Regions from separate parts of the Zea mays genome. Here regions 1 and 2 are each linked to region 3. Evidence: chromatin contacts called from public Hi-C data. All regions are on one chromosome and are shown on one strand. The core of a region is the stretch at or near the end of the contact, and the rest is flanking DNA. Distances in the headings are between cores, read along the strand shown. Region 1 holds the start of LOC103651197 (pentatricopeptide repeat-containing protein At3g58590). Region 2 holds the start of LOC100272663. Region 3 holds the start of LOC100382892.

Region 1 (4,070 bases), core at 949-3,448, 190 kb after region 3:
TTGGATTATTGGTTCGGCCAAGTTGGCTTATTTCTACGTAGCAGTTATGTTAGGGCTTATTCGGTTTGGTTTCAATCTATATAGATTAAGTGAGATTGGATGAGTTTAAATTCTAAAAAATCAAACTTCTTCTTATTTTTTTCAATCTCATCTAATCCATGTGTAATATGAATAATCGAACAAAGGTTTAATTGGCTGGTATTAGAACTGTATATGGACAAACCGAAGGTGTATTCTCGTGAAGTTATTTTGGCAGGAAGGCAACCAGGAAAGCAACCAGTTCGTCAGGTGCTGCAAGCCTGCAAGTACTTCAAGCCAAAACATGCATATTTGTGAGGACGTTTGTATAGAACTGATTATGGATTCAAAATTATGAATCCACGAAGGGCGGCCCTGGTGTAAGATTTCTATGGGATATGATGATGCACCAAAGAGCTCACTTGAGTAGTGTTTGGTTCCGAGGTCAGCGGGGACGAAGCGGCTCCATTATATAGAGAGTGGTTCCATCCGAGAGATTTTGATGAGGCGGATGACATTTGAACATAATTTTTTCTTTTTAAAGTCACTCTATCCTAAGGAACCAATCCAAATAACAACAAATTAAGAGTGAAACGGCTCTATCCTACTATACTCTATAACTAAATACTACCTTAGAAAGATAAACAAAGCATACAAAGAGAAACAAAGCAAAGAAGGAAAAGAGAGACGAACCAAGAATGTTTTTTTTTTCACAGATCAATTGATTGGCCGGATCATCCAAGCTTTCAGGTCCGTTCATGGCTCAGTGCAAATGGATAAACCGTACAGGACCTCTAGAATTTTAGAACCCCTAGCTCTTGCATGGCTCCATCAGTTTCAGCTTAAATTTAGATTTTAGTCGTTACAAGTGTTGCGGACTACCAAACATCTAGTTTTTAGTCCACTTTTATGAGAATCGTTTTGATGAAAATCGTTTAAAATGAATGTAAACACACAATCGGCCGAGTCGTCGTGATAGGATGAATCTGTTACTTTCTAGATTTCAAACCCTATAGACTCCTTCATCTTCCTACACACACGTAATCCACGCGATACTTACACTCTCTCCTCAATCAGATTCCCAGAAAAGATTGTCAGAAAAAGCTAAACCGAACATGCCCTATATACTGGGCTATGACCTCTATATGCTAAAAATATAAATTCTGAGTTCAATTTTTAAATCAGCGAGATAATTGTGTATGAATGCCTATAATTTCTAATTAGTAATATAGCAAAAAACATATTATTATATAATGACTTTGATAATTTGGTTATTTATACTTTCCTTGTATAAGAGATCTATCGAAACGTTTGAATGCCTTAAGCTGATTCTAACGGGCAGAATCTGGCCAGCAGAAACAAATAGTCCTAATAAGGAATTTTTAACAAGCTACCAAGCTATAGCAAAACGATTCTTTTTAAAATTATATAATTCTTACTCATTTTTTATGAATTATATAAAATTTATTTACTTAATTACGTAATCAGATGAATTGTTATTTTTAATAAAATAATGTGTTTCGTATTAAGTATTAACTAAACGTCTATAAAAGAAAATTTGAGATAGTTCTACGTTGACAATCGATTGTAGAGATTGACAATAGAACTGATAACTAACGTGGAGATAATTGATATAGGGTGTGTTTAGTTATCTATATAGTCTTTAGCGAGACTCATTGTTTGCAGGGACGATATGTTAACATGACGATAATTAATATAGGGTGTGTTTGGTTCTATTGTGTGTGGAGATTGAGCAGGGCGCAAAAACCACGAGTGGGCTTGGCGCCTTGGCTAGAGAGAAACCAAATCAAAATCTGTTTTCTCCGGGGGCATGCTCTACTAATGCAATTCCTAATAATTAACATGTAATTATTGTCTATTAAATAATTTTAATTTATTTAAAAGTGGATTAAGGACTATCATTAATATTTTTTAATGATGCATCAACATGTAATTAGTATCTATTAAACATTTTCAATTTCTTTAAAAGTGATTAAGGCTTGAAGTATGATATGGTAAATTTATAGATGCACAAGTTGTCCGATCACATGAAAATATAATAAATTTTAATAGCTTTTGAATACATGCAACAAGTATTAATGCAAGTAACTAAACAACATCTGTAATGGATCGGATTGGAGTCAGGCTCACTATAGAGCCAATCAGGCCCATAAGGCCCATAGTCCACTACAGTTCGAACAAGCCTACGTGCGCTGCGCGCTTCCAATGCCGCGCCCGCCGCTTGCTCGAGCTCGACGGGATGCCGCGTCCAAGCCCGCCGCTCTCCGAGTCCCTCTTCAACTCCCTCATCGCCTCCCGCTCCCGCACCGGTCGCGTTGTCGACGCCCTCTCGCTCCTCACGCGCATGCTTGCTGCCGGCGTCGCCCCGACCGCGTTCACCTTCTCACCGATCCTCGCCTCGCCTTCCGCCACCGCCTGCTGTGCCGCGCAGCTGCACCCGCACATTCTCAAGAGGGGCCTGCTCCACTGCGAGCCCTACTCGGGGACCTCGCTAGTGGGGTTCTTCGGGCGAAGCGGGCGCTTCGACGAGGCGCTCAAGGTGTTCGGTGAAATGACCGTAAGGAGCGTTGTCACCTGGAATTGTCTCATCTATTCGTTTGTGCAGTTTGGACACAGCCGCGCTGCAGTGTCCTGGTTCAGGGAGCTCGTGAGAAGTGGCGATGGCTTGTCAGATGGCTCGTTTGTTGCCATATTGCCTTCGTTTGGGTTGCCAGAGCAAGTTCATGGTGTAATGAACAAAATTGGAATGGGTTCCCTCTCAGCAGTTGCAAATGCATTGCTGAATTCATACTGTACTTGTGGTGCAATAGATGTGGCAGAGAAGCTATTCAATGAGATAATGTTTAGAGATGTGGTTTGTTGGAATACAATGATAACTGGTTTTGCAAGGAGTCATGTCCCAGAGAGAGCTTTTGAGCTTTTCTTGAGTATGCAACGTCAGGGCATTTTTCCAAATGAAATTACATTTGCCAGTGTTCTGTATGCTTGCACCGTTATAGATGGACACAAACATGGGAGATTTGTTCATGCGAAAATTATCAAGCACAATCTCAGCACAAGTGTGTCCGTGAACACTTCATTGGTTGGTTTCTATGCAAATTGTAGTAGGGGTGATGCTCATAAAGTGCTTGAAGGGGTTCATGGAAATAGCACCACGTGTTGGAATGCTCTGATTTCTGGTCACTCTGATTGTGATGATCCAACTTATTTGGTTATTGTGAGACACATGCTGCAATCAGGGATTAAACCAAATGAAGTTACTTTGTCATCTCTCAAGGATCCATCACTATTGGATCTCCAGCAGGTTCACTCATTGGTCATAAGATTGGGTCATGGTGGTAATGACTATGTTTCAAGTGCTATCATATCATCGTATGCTTCACATGGCATTATTTTTGATGCCTTATCTTATGGAGCTGCACTGGATCCAGACTCATGTAGTGTTTCTATGAATGTTTTAGCTGGTGTCTGTAACAAAGCTCACATGTACCAAGAAACTAAGGACCTACTTCTACATAAGCGAGATCGAGATACTATTTCATGGAGCATACTCATTACTGCTTGCGCACGGAATGGTGATTTCATTGAAGCTTTTGGATTTTTCAGGCAGATGAGGATCTTTGGGCACCGTTTTGATAGTTATGTATGTGTGAGCTTGCTGGGCATTTGTACCAAAAACAATAGCCTTTATCTTGGTAAGTTGATTCATGGACTTTTCATCAAGACCAATTCCAGTTGCTCTGACAGTTATGTTGATAATATGTTGCTAGATATGTATGCTAAATGTGGTAGAATTGAAGACTGTCTCAGAGTCTTTGAGGAAATGGAAGACAGGAACCTTATATCATGGACAACTGTGATTTCAGGACTTGGACTTAATGGTTTTTCTCGTAAGGCCTTGGCATTGTTTAAAGCCATGGAAAAGGATGGCTGCAAACCTGACAAAGTAGCAATTCTAGCAGTCCTGTCATCTTGTAGACATGGTAGGCTTGTGCAGGAGGGGATGAAGATATTCAAAAATTTGAAAGCTG
Region 2 (4,555 bases), core at 933-3,432, 170 kb before region 3:
CCCCATTGCAGTATTTTGTACGTATAGTGTATACTCACCCAAGCATAAAAGCCACGCGAATTATTCCTGCTCCAACCAAACGGATCTTGCGCAAGGAGGCAAGGCTCGTGTTGTACCACCAGCTTGGTCGACCACCCAGGGACCACAGAGGCATGTGCACTTGGATCATGGCAGTACGCGTGGGGTTCGATTCCTACCGCGCGCGCGCTCCGGCCGGCCGGGGTAAAGGCATCGGCGTGCATGCATGCACGGCCGGGACGACGCGGGGGGAGAGAGCGCCCGCCCCGCCTAGTGTTGCTTTGCTTCCATTCCATGATCCATCCCGGCCGGACGGGTCTTCACACATCACATGCACATGGGCGCGTGTCACTTGCGACGACGCTGTTGCTATTGCGAGCCAGCCTGTGCTGCACGGCGCCGATCTATCACAGCCTACATCTACGACCTTTTGCTAGCTGTTGGCTATTACGCATCAACGCATGCATGTGCTGAAATGACAAGTTATTCGCCGCATCGTCCTCAGGCCTCAGCTCGCTCCAAAGTAAATGCATGTGTGTCCGTGAATTATATGGTATCGATCGTGACCACGCATGTCTGATGATGTCTGTAATTAACTTCAGTAAAATTAATGGCTTGAATCTATCAGAATTTCTTGGTATATATGCACACTATGCATCGGATTCCTATTTTTCTAAAGGAAAATGAACTAATTTTCCTTGATAAAACGGGATTCCTAAACTAGCCCTTGAAGAGGGAAATTTCAGGCCACTTTGCTCCACAGCATGAATGCAGATGCATCATGCTCATGCGTGTCTTTTTTATCGATCGAGTACTACGTTTGTCGGAGCTACTACCAATCGTGTTTACAAAATTGCACATATATATAATTTCTTACGCAAGTTTGTAGGTGTGGGGTGTGGGGTGGGGGGGGGGGGGGGGTTGCATGTGGAGTTGTTTTCCATGCATGTCTGTATCGATCGATCACATTTGAATGAGGTGCCAGATTTCTTCTGCATTTTTCAAGAGAGCTAGCGTTTACGCTCAAGCAGCTACAATTCTTATGCATTATGCGTGATAGCACTGGTTTATTTGTGTTGGAGCAAGAAACTTAGAAGTTTCATAGAATCATAGTATCGATATATCATATATAGTAATGCTGGTGCTTACCTGCAGTGTTGTGACGCTGCGCTCGAGCTCGGAGATGTACTGCAGCTTCCTCACCCGCGACCTCTGAGCTGACTGCCGGTTGGCAAGGATCCTGGAAGAAATTCGGCGCAAGCAAAGGCTCGTTTCAGTCTGCATTTTGCATGCACGCATGGCGGGCTAGCTCGATCGACCGGGCTCACCTCTTCACCCTCTTGGGGTCCCGGATCAGCTCCGTGGAGGCGGCGGCGGCGGCGGCAGCTTGCCCCGTCGCCTGCGCGTCCGCGGCTTCGTTGTGCTCGCCACCATCGAAGCCATTGCAGCTGGTGGTGGTGCTGGTGCCTCCCGCCGCAGGGCCACCGCCGCCGCGCCTATCGCCGTAACTGTCGCTGCTGCCGCCGTTGTTCTCGGACCCTGCCGCGGACGACCCGCCGCCGCCGCCGCCGGCGGCGGCCTCGTCGGGGAACATGGACATGAGCTGGTCGTCGTCGAGCCTGTCGAACTCGCCGGCCGCGGGCGCCACCTCGACGAAGGCGACCGAGTCGCTCAGGGACCTGCGGTGCGCGCCCCGCCGCGACGCAGCGAACTCGGCGAAGTCATCGGCCCACGCCGCCGCGCCGTGGTGGCCGCCCTCCGGCCAGCGGTGCACCGCGGTCGGGACCCTGGGCGGCAGCTGCGCCATATTATGTGCGCGTCCGCCCGATCCCCCGCCGCGCGGACAATGGACAATGTGCTGGCACGGCGGCTCTCTCGATCGTCGTAGCCTGGTGCCGCCAGCAGTGTGCGCGCTCGCTCGCTAGATCTCGCGATAGATGGGCGGCGCGGCGCCTGGAGCTTAGCTTTATAGTGATGCAGTGCAGTAGCTACGAGACCGCACGGCACCACCGTCCTGGCCCCCGGGTAGCTTGTGCCGGGGCGAGGGGATGGAGACGGACGGGAATTGGAATTGGAGGGGTCACATGGGACGAGACTTTTGGAACATGAGGACAGCCTGCGCCAGCTAGCTAGCTAGCTCCTTCCCTGCTCCGAGAGCGATCCAGTATTCCAGTGGAGTGCGCTACGTACGCGTAGCGCGGGTAGTTGTTGGTGGGGGCTCGGCGCGCGGCTGCGGGCTGCGGCTCGTTCGTTTCAAGTGGCAGCGAAAGCTGAAAAGGGGCACGCGAGGCGCCGACCACCCAGCCGAGACAGACAGGCAGTAGATTTACCGCCCGCGGCGCGGATCCACCGCTCGCTCGCTCGCTGGGGGCGCTTGGCTTGAAATGGATCAGCTAGCGGTCGTTGTCGCCCAAAATTGGCCGCGTCACTGTCACCAACGACCCGGTGCGTGGGTGTCGAAGCGATTAGGCAACTAGGGGGAGCGATTACATGTCGTTGCTGATCACATGCATGCCGAGCAGCTTCGTTTTCATGCAGGGCGTCACGAGGATATGATGCGCCCTGCTGGACTGGACCACCATGGCCGATCGGGTCACCACCGGCTTGATTTCTTTGATGGCGACTGGCGAGCGGTGAGCAGGCCGGTGGTGATTCTTCATGCATGCACAGGTGAATCGGAGCGGCGTCGTCGCGTCGATGTAGCTACAGGATAAACAAAGGACTCGGTGGTGGAAGCTTTGCGCCCAAAAGAAACCCATATGCACTGCGGTCGTATCGTTCCGTTCCGTCAGACAGCTGACAGCAGCATCCCCTCGGGATCAGAGATCTAACCGTGCCCGTCTTGTTCCTTGCCGCTCGGGCTCTGTACTGTGTATGATGCGCTTTAATCTACCCACGCCATCCTTAGCTTCTTGATTAATCAATCTGCGTCAGAGGAAAGCCTGTGTGCGGATGTTGGGCTGAATATAAAATTAGCTCAGTCTGATCTCTCCCGAGCAGGGCAACTATATGTAGTGTTTGGATGGATGGATGAAGAGAGATGGAGTGTGATCATTCTAACTTGATCCATATTTGGTTTGGAGGTCAAGAGTCAAGGTCAAAAAATATTCTTTAAAAATAGTGGATGAAGCTATCCCTCAAAAAATAAGGGACAGGGTCAACCTAAGTTTGATCTCGTCCCATCCCTCGTTGACACCGAACCAAACACATCGTAAGTTACTACTTCCGTTCACAAATATATGACATCGTTAACTTTTTTCGAAAACTTTGACCACTTATCTTATTCGAAATATTTATTTAAAAATATAAAATTTTAAGTCAAACACTAACCACCTTAAGTGATAAAACAAATCATAAAAAATAAATAATAATTTATTATTTTCTGGATAAGACGAGTGATAAAAGTTTTTAAAAAAACAACAACAATGTCATATATTTATGAACAGAGAATGAGTATAGTACTTTGGTTTTAGCTTTGGCGCTTCACTTGAGCAGATAGAAACGTGGGAAGTTGAAGGAATAATGGCTGAACATGGTTGTATATTCTTCCTCCATTCTAAATTATTAGTTCGCTTTAGTTTTACTTATTATAAATTAAGATTTACTGTTTCTAATTTGTTTTACATAAAACTGCACCAAAACTAGTCGCTTCTTGTAGTTATTAAACATCAAGTCAGTCCATTAAATTCTTTAAGAAGTAAGACTTGATATTGCATATATTTAAAATATATCGATGTTTATATACTTTTCTAAAACTTAGCTAGAAATCACATATATTTTTTTATTTAAAACAACACCATAGTGTTGTCAATAATATATACTAGGGTACCCAAATCAAGCTTGTCGACGTTTCGAGCCTTGCTCCGACAAGTAAATTTATTGTGCGCGTTCCGGACTTCGGACGGTGTGCGCAACTGTAAATCATCTAGGCCCCTTAGTGGTGTTTTGGTAATTCATGACAACTGCTTGTGAACTAACGATTCTTGCAGAAATAAGAATGCAGGATTCAACCACAGGAAACAGGAAAGTCTTGGAGACTTATAACTGTTGGGGACTTGTTCTCAAATGCTATGAGTTAAGAACAAGACAACACAAAATTTTAAATGTTAATGTCCTTCGTCCTTCGAAGCATTATTTCCCTTAGGATATAATGATCTTTAGACGAAGGTTACGAAGGACATACCTTCATCAACGCGATATATGTTAATAAAAGAAGAAGTATATGAAATATAAGAGGCAAGATAAACAATCACATAACATTATTAATTCATTCTCATTGTATTATCCTGAAAAGACAAAAATAATATTGAATTACAAATGTACCTTCGGCTTGATAGAAGGCAAAAGTACAAGTGTGACGCAAAAGCGAGTACAAGTCAGCGTGAACAGTACGGGGTACTGTTCATCTATTTATAGGCACAGGACACAGCCTGTGAGAAATTACATTCATGCCCTTTATATTTACCATTAACTTATAGACAAATCTATGAGGACTAGATAGCCTTTTCCCCTTTAAGTCGGTTCCTTTTTTCACTAT
Region 3 (3,979 bases), core at 1,368-3,867:
AAAGTTTAGCCCCTGTCCTATCGAATGTTTGAACCTCCGTTCCGGGTATTAAATGTAGTCGGATTATAAAACTAATTTGTCAGCCGAAAATTAAAAGACGAGACGAATCTAGTCCAATAGGTTGGGTCTATATTTCATACTCCTATTTAAAAGTCAAACGTTTGATGTGACCTGGACTAAACTTTAGCAGGAGCAACCAAACACCCCCAAAACAAAACAAAAATCGAGAAGAATTCGGCCAGATCTATGAAGCGTCGTCGTTGTGTTCCCCGCGCTGGCCGAAGATAGCAATAGCATACATACGATGACGACCTAATGTGGACTAATTAATGGGCCGAGGGTTAATCGTGTTCCATCAGTCAAACGAATACACAAAGCTATTTTATCCGTAGGGTCAGAGACAGATTTGATGCGTGGGAATGAGCAAGATACGCTTCCATGAACTGGCGAAGAACGAAAAATCAGAGGCCAGGCAGGAATAATACGGAGGCTGACTGGCACGCAAAGCCTAGCTAGTGGGGCGGCTAACAAACAACCAGAAACGAACACCGGCGAGCCATAGCTCTGGCTGCGCCGCGCCACTGCCAAATTAGCAGGACGTTGATATATATATATGCCATTGTCCCAGCAGCGCCCCCTTTCACGAAACTGTCAGGGGGTACCGGTACGGCCGGCGTGCCATACATGCAACTTCCGGCGCCCCCACACAGTGAAAGCAGAGGAAAGAGGGGCGGCATCAAAGCACTTCCAATAATAGAGGCATGCAAATGCAACGCATAGAGCGGCCGCAGTCCGCAGATCGATCCCCACCGCCCCCCGCCCGCCCTTCTTCCTGCTGCCTGCCCTGCCCTGCCCCCTATCATTCATTATTGGCATGGAGGGAGAGGACATCATACAGAAGCAAACAGCGCAGCACTTGCACTCCTAACTGCTACAGGGCACTAAACTGATCTTAAATTCGGCTGCGGCCGGGCTGCCGCCTCGTGTTCTTTACTTGTTTTGCTCGATCCCTTTTGCCGCCGCCTTTTCTTCTTCCTGCTGTGCCTGCCATGCCATCGCCTACTACGACATTATACGCATCATTATTGGAGGCTGCAATTACATCGGCTGCTGCTGCTTTGCCTCTCTTGCCTGCTTTATGGAGTCATCAGGATCTAGCTAGCGGGCGACAAGCAGCTGCGTGGCTAAAGGAAGGCCAGAATCTTCCTTCGAATAATGAGGCGAGAAGAGAAACATTAAAAGGGACCAAAGGGGGAAACCCCATCGTCACCACATGCATGCTGAGAATCATGAATTTGAAGAAAAAATAATAATATATGGAATAGTGTAAAACGGTAGTAGCAGTAGCAAGAACTAATGAAACAGTAACGGCTGTCTAGTTTCAAGCTAGGGAACGGCTTGATTAAACCTTAGTTACACAGGCACACGGTCGCTCGAATATAGCCGCAGCAGCAGCAGCTAATAACTAATAATGCGAAAATCCCATCACCTAATAAACAAACTCCTACATGAAATGACATACACCTGAGCAGCAGCACATCAGTGAAGAGCTAGCAGTGTGTGTGTGTTAAGCTCGCACACCTTACCTCGTAGTCGTAGTTAAGCACGTACGTTCATCACTCTCTCATCGCTTCGCTTCCTTGCTCCTCCTGGCCCTGGAGCCGCTGGGCCGCGGCCGGCGGCGCGAGGAACCCCATGAACCCGCCGCCGGCGCCAACCAGATGGCTGAAGCCGACCTGCCCAGCCATCGCCGACGGCTGCTGGTGGATCGCGGCCAGAGGGTCGAGCCAAGTGCGGGCCGCAGACGGCCAGCCGCCACTGGACTGAAGGGGTTCCCCTTGGGAGAAGAGCTGCCCGCCCTGGTGGTCTAGCCCCCCTTGCCGTGGGGGCACGCCGAACATGTAGCTGTCGCCGCCATTGCCGGCTCCCGCGCCGTTCTCCGAAGCATGCTGCCACGACGGCATTCTCTGGCCGTGTTCCGCCGCCCAGCCTTGGACGCCTGCTGCACCAGAGATCATACCGTGCTGGTTCGGGGACACATGGCCGAAGAACTGCTGCTGCTGCTGGTGGGCTTGGTGGCTATTAGCGGACTGGAGAGTGAGGCAAAGCTCCTGCGGCTGGTGGTTGGTGGTCGTGCGCGACAGGAGGTCCGGCGGGGAGCCCCTGTACTCGTCCTGGGTGGGGGTGGTGCTGGCTGCCGACGACGAGGGGAACAAAGACTTGACGTTCGCGGAGCCGGAGACGCCGCCATCGGCGCCGCCGACAGAATGTGGCATGAACGAGCCGGCCATAGCACCGATGGCGCCACCGGGGTTGCCGAACCGGTAGGGCGACGTCGACGTCACCTGCTCGGCCGGCTCGGTGGCATCTGCCGCCTCCGTGGGAGGCTGCTGCACCTCCACCCGGTCGGCCGGGATCTCGTCGATGGCGGCCTTAGCGTTGCGGATGAGCCAGTCGACGGCCTTGCTGGGGCGGTCGTAGCCTAGCCGATCCTGCACGTCGTAGAACCGGATGGCCGTGTGCGCCGCGAGGCGGACACGGCGGTCGCGCAGCCCGCGCGCGGTGCACACCTTGCTGTGGCGGTCCTTGCGCCCGGCGGCGGAGCGCACGATGCGGCCGCTCACGAATGCGGTGGCCAGCGCGTCCACGGGCGTCGACTCGCCGCTGCTGACGCCATCGGCGCCGGCTCCTGCAGCCCTCGGCGGCTGCTGCTGCTGCTGCTGCTGCTGCTGCCTCCCGTGGTGCTGGAGGTAGCTGAATCCTTGCTGGTGATAGATCTGGAGCTGCTCCTGCGCCTGCGCTCTCTCCTTCTCCTGGAGCAGGTAGTGCAGGGTGCTGGTGGCGGCGGTAGGGTTGCTCCAAGGGTCCAAGCCCTTGGACAACTGGTTCTTGTCCTCCTCCAGCTTGAGCTAACTCACTTGCGCACTCCCTACAACACAGCCGGAAAGAACAAAGCTACTAGCTAGGAATCAAAAGAGAGAAAAACTAATCGCGCGCCTAAGAGACCGAACCGTTTCAGCTGCATGCGATCCTCCCCGCGCCAAAGCTCTCACTCGGCTGGCCATGTCGATGAAAAAGATTTAGTGGCCATATGGGCGGAAGGAAGTTGGGACTTGGGAACCGTCCACAAGCACAAGGACTCCGTCCGCAGGAGGAGAGGCGCAGCGCAGGCAGATAGAAGTAGAACCACACCAAGCCAAGCTGCTTAATAGTAGCTCCTGCGTGCGCTGGTGGCCTGGGAGCATGCAGCCGGCCGGCCTCTCTTTTGTGAAAGTGACAAGCAAAAGAAGGCAGTGCAGATCTTATCTCGGCAACCTCTCTCTGTGACCGAGGAGAGGGAAGGCCGAGGAGAAGGGAGGGAGAAATTAAAAAGATTAGGACCTCTCTACCAGAAAGGTGAAATAATTATTATTCTACTAGTACTCCTTCGATCTTTTACCTACACCTTGACAAGGACAAGAGCTACCACGTACTCCTAGTACCATATATATTTGAACTGAGAGGAGAAGATCGTGTCTCTTCTCCATTTTCTGGTCCCTTCTCAGTTTTAATTTTTTGTGTGGGTGAAGTGTAGTACGTACGCAGAGAGGCCGCTATAGCCTGCTATAGATGGATTGATAGGATGATGCAGGGTCGCAGCAGGGAAAGGGTGGCGCGGACAGGCAGGCCCAGAGACAGGAGTCAGGGTGTAGGCCAGAAACTAATTTGCTGAGATCACGTGTCTCTCTGCCTCACTTCCTGATCTCAATTCATTGTTATTAGGAGAAGCCACAATAAATTCCTCCCCTTGCACTTCCTGCACAAAACTGTGCTAGCTGCTCCAACTGGACAGCCCCCACAGTCTGCACGATAAGCCAGCTGATCGTCATCGTGTGTGCTATGTGTGTGTAGTACGTGATATTCTTTGTGCAATCCTTCTTGCAAACTTGTGCACAAGTTCACGTGATGGAGAATTATAAGATTTCCTTTTAAGACCATT

The links. Hi-C and Micro-C count contacts between places; a contact is called where the count stands out from the background.
Region 1: a Hi-C map of tassel shows a contact between it and region 3, with 2.2 times the contacts expected there. The contact joins the promoter of LOC103651197 here to the promoter of LOC100382892 in region 3. A contact is called at or near these places in 2 of 25 Hi-C or Micro-C datasets (ear and tassel).
Region 2: a contact with region 3 is called in a Hi-C map of tassel, with 4 times the contacts expected there. The contact joins the promoter of LOC100272663 here to the promoter of LOC100382892 in region 3. A contact is called at or near these places in 2 of 25 Hi-C or Micro-C datasets (ear and tassel).

What each region holds. Positions count from the first base shown.
Region 1 is chr3:201,596,418-201,600,487 of Zm-B73-REFERENCE-NAM-5.0, forward strand. It overlaps LOC103651197 (pentatricopeptide repeat-containing protein At3g58590), which reads left to right and starts at 2,199. Exons shown (of 3, transcript XM_008676817.3): 1 at 2,199-4,070. The coding sequence starts at 2,279.
Region 2 is chr3:201,231,117-201,235,671 of Zm-B73-REFERENCE-NAM-5.0, forward strand. LOC100272663 reads right to left here and starts at 2,183. Exons shown (of 4, transcript NM_001147121.1): 1 at 1,347-2,183; 2 at 1,168-1,258. The coding sequence starts at 1,825.
Region 3 is chr3:201,402,047-201,406,025 of Zm-B73-REFERENCE-NAM-5.0, forward strand. It overlaps LOC100382892, which reads right to left and starts at 2,618. Exons shown (of 1, transcript NM_001175581.1): 1 at 1,383-2,618. The coding sequence starts at 2,291. The coding sequence ends at 1,617.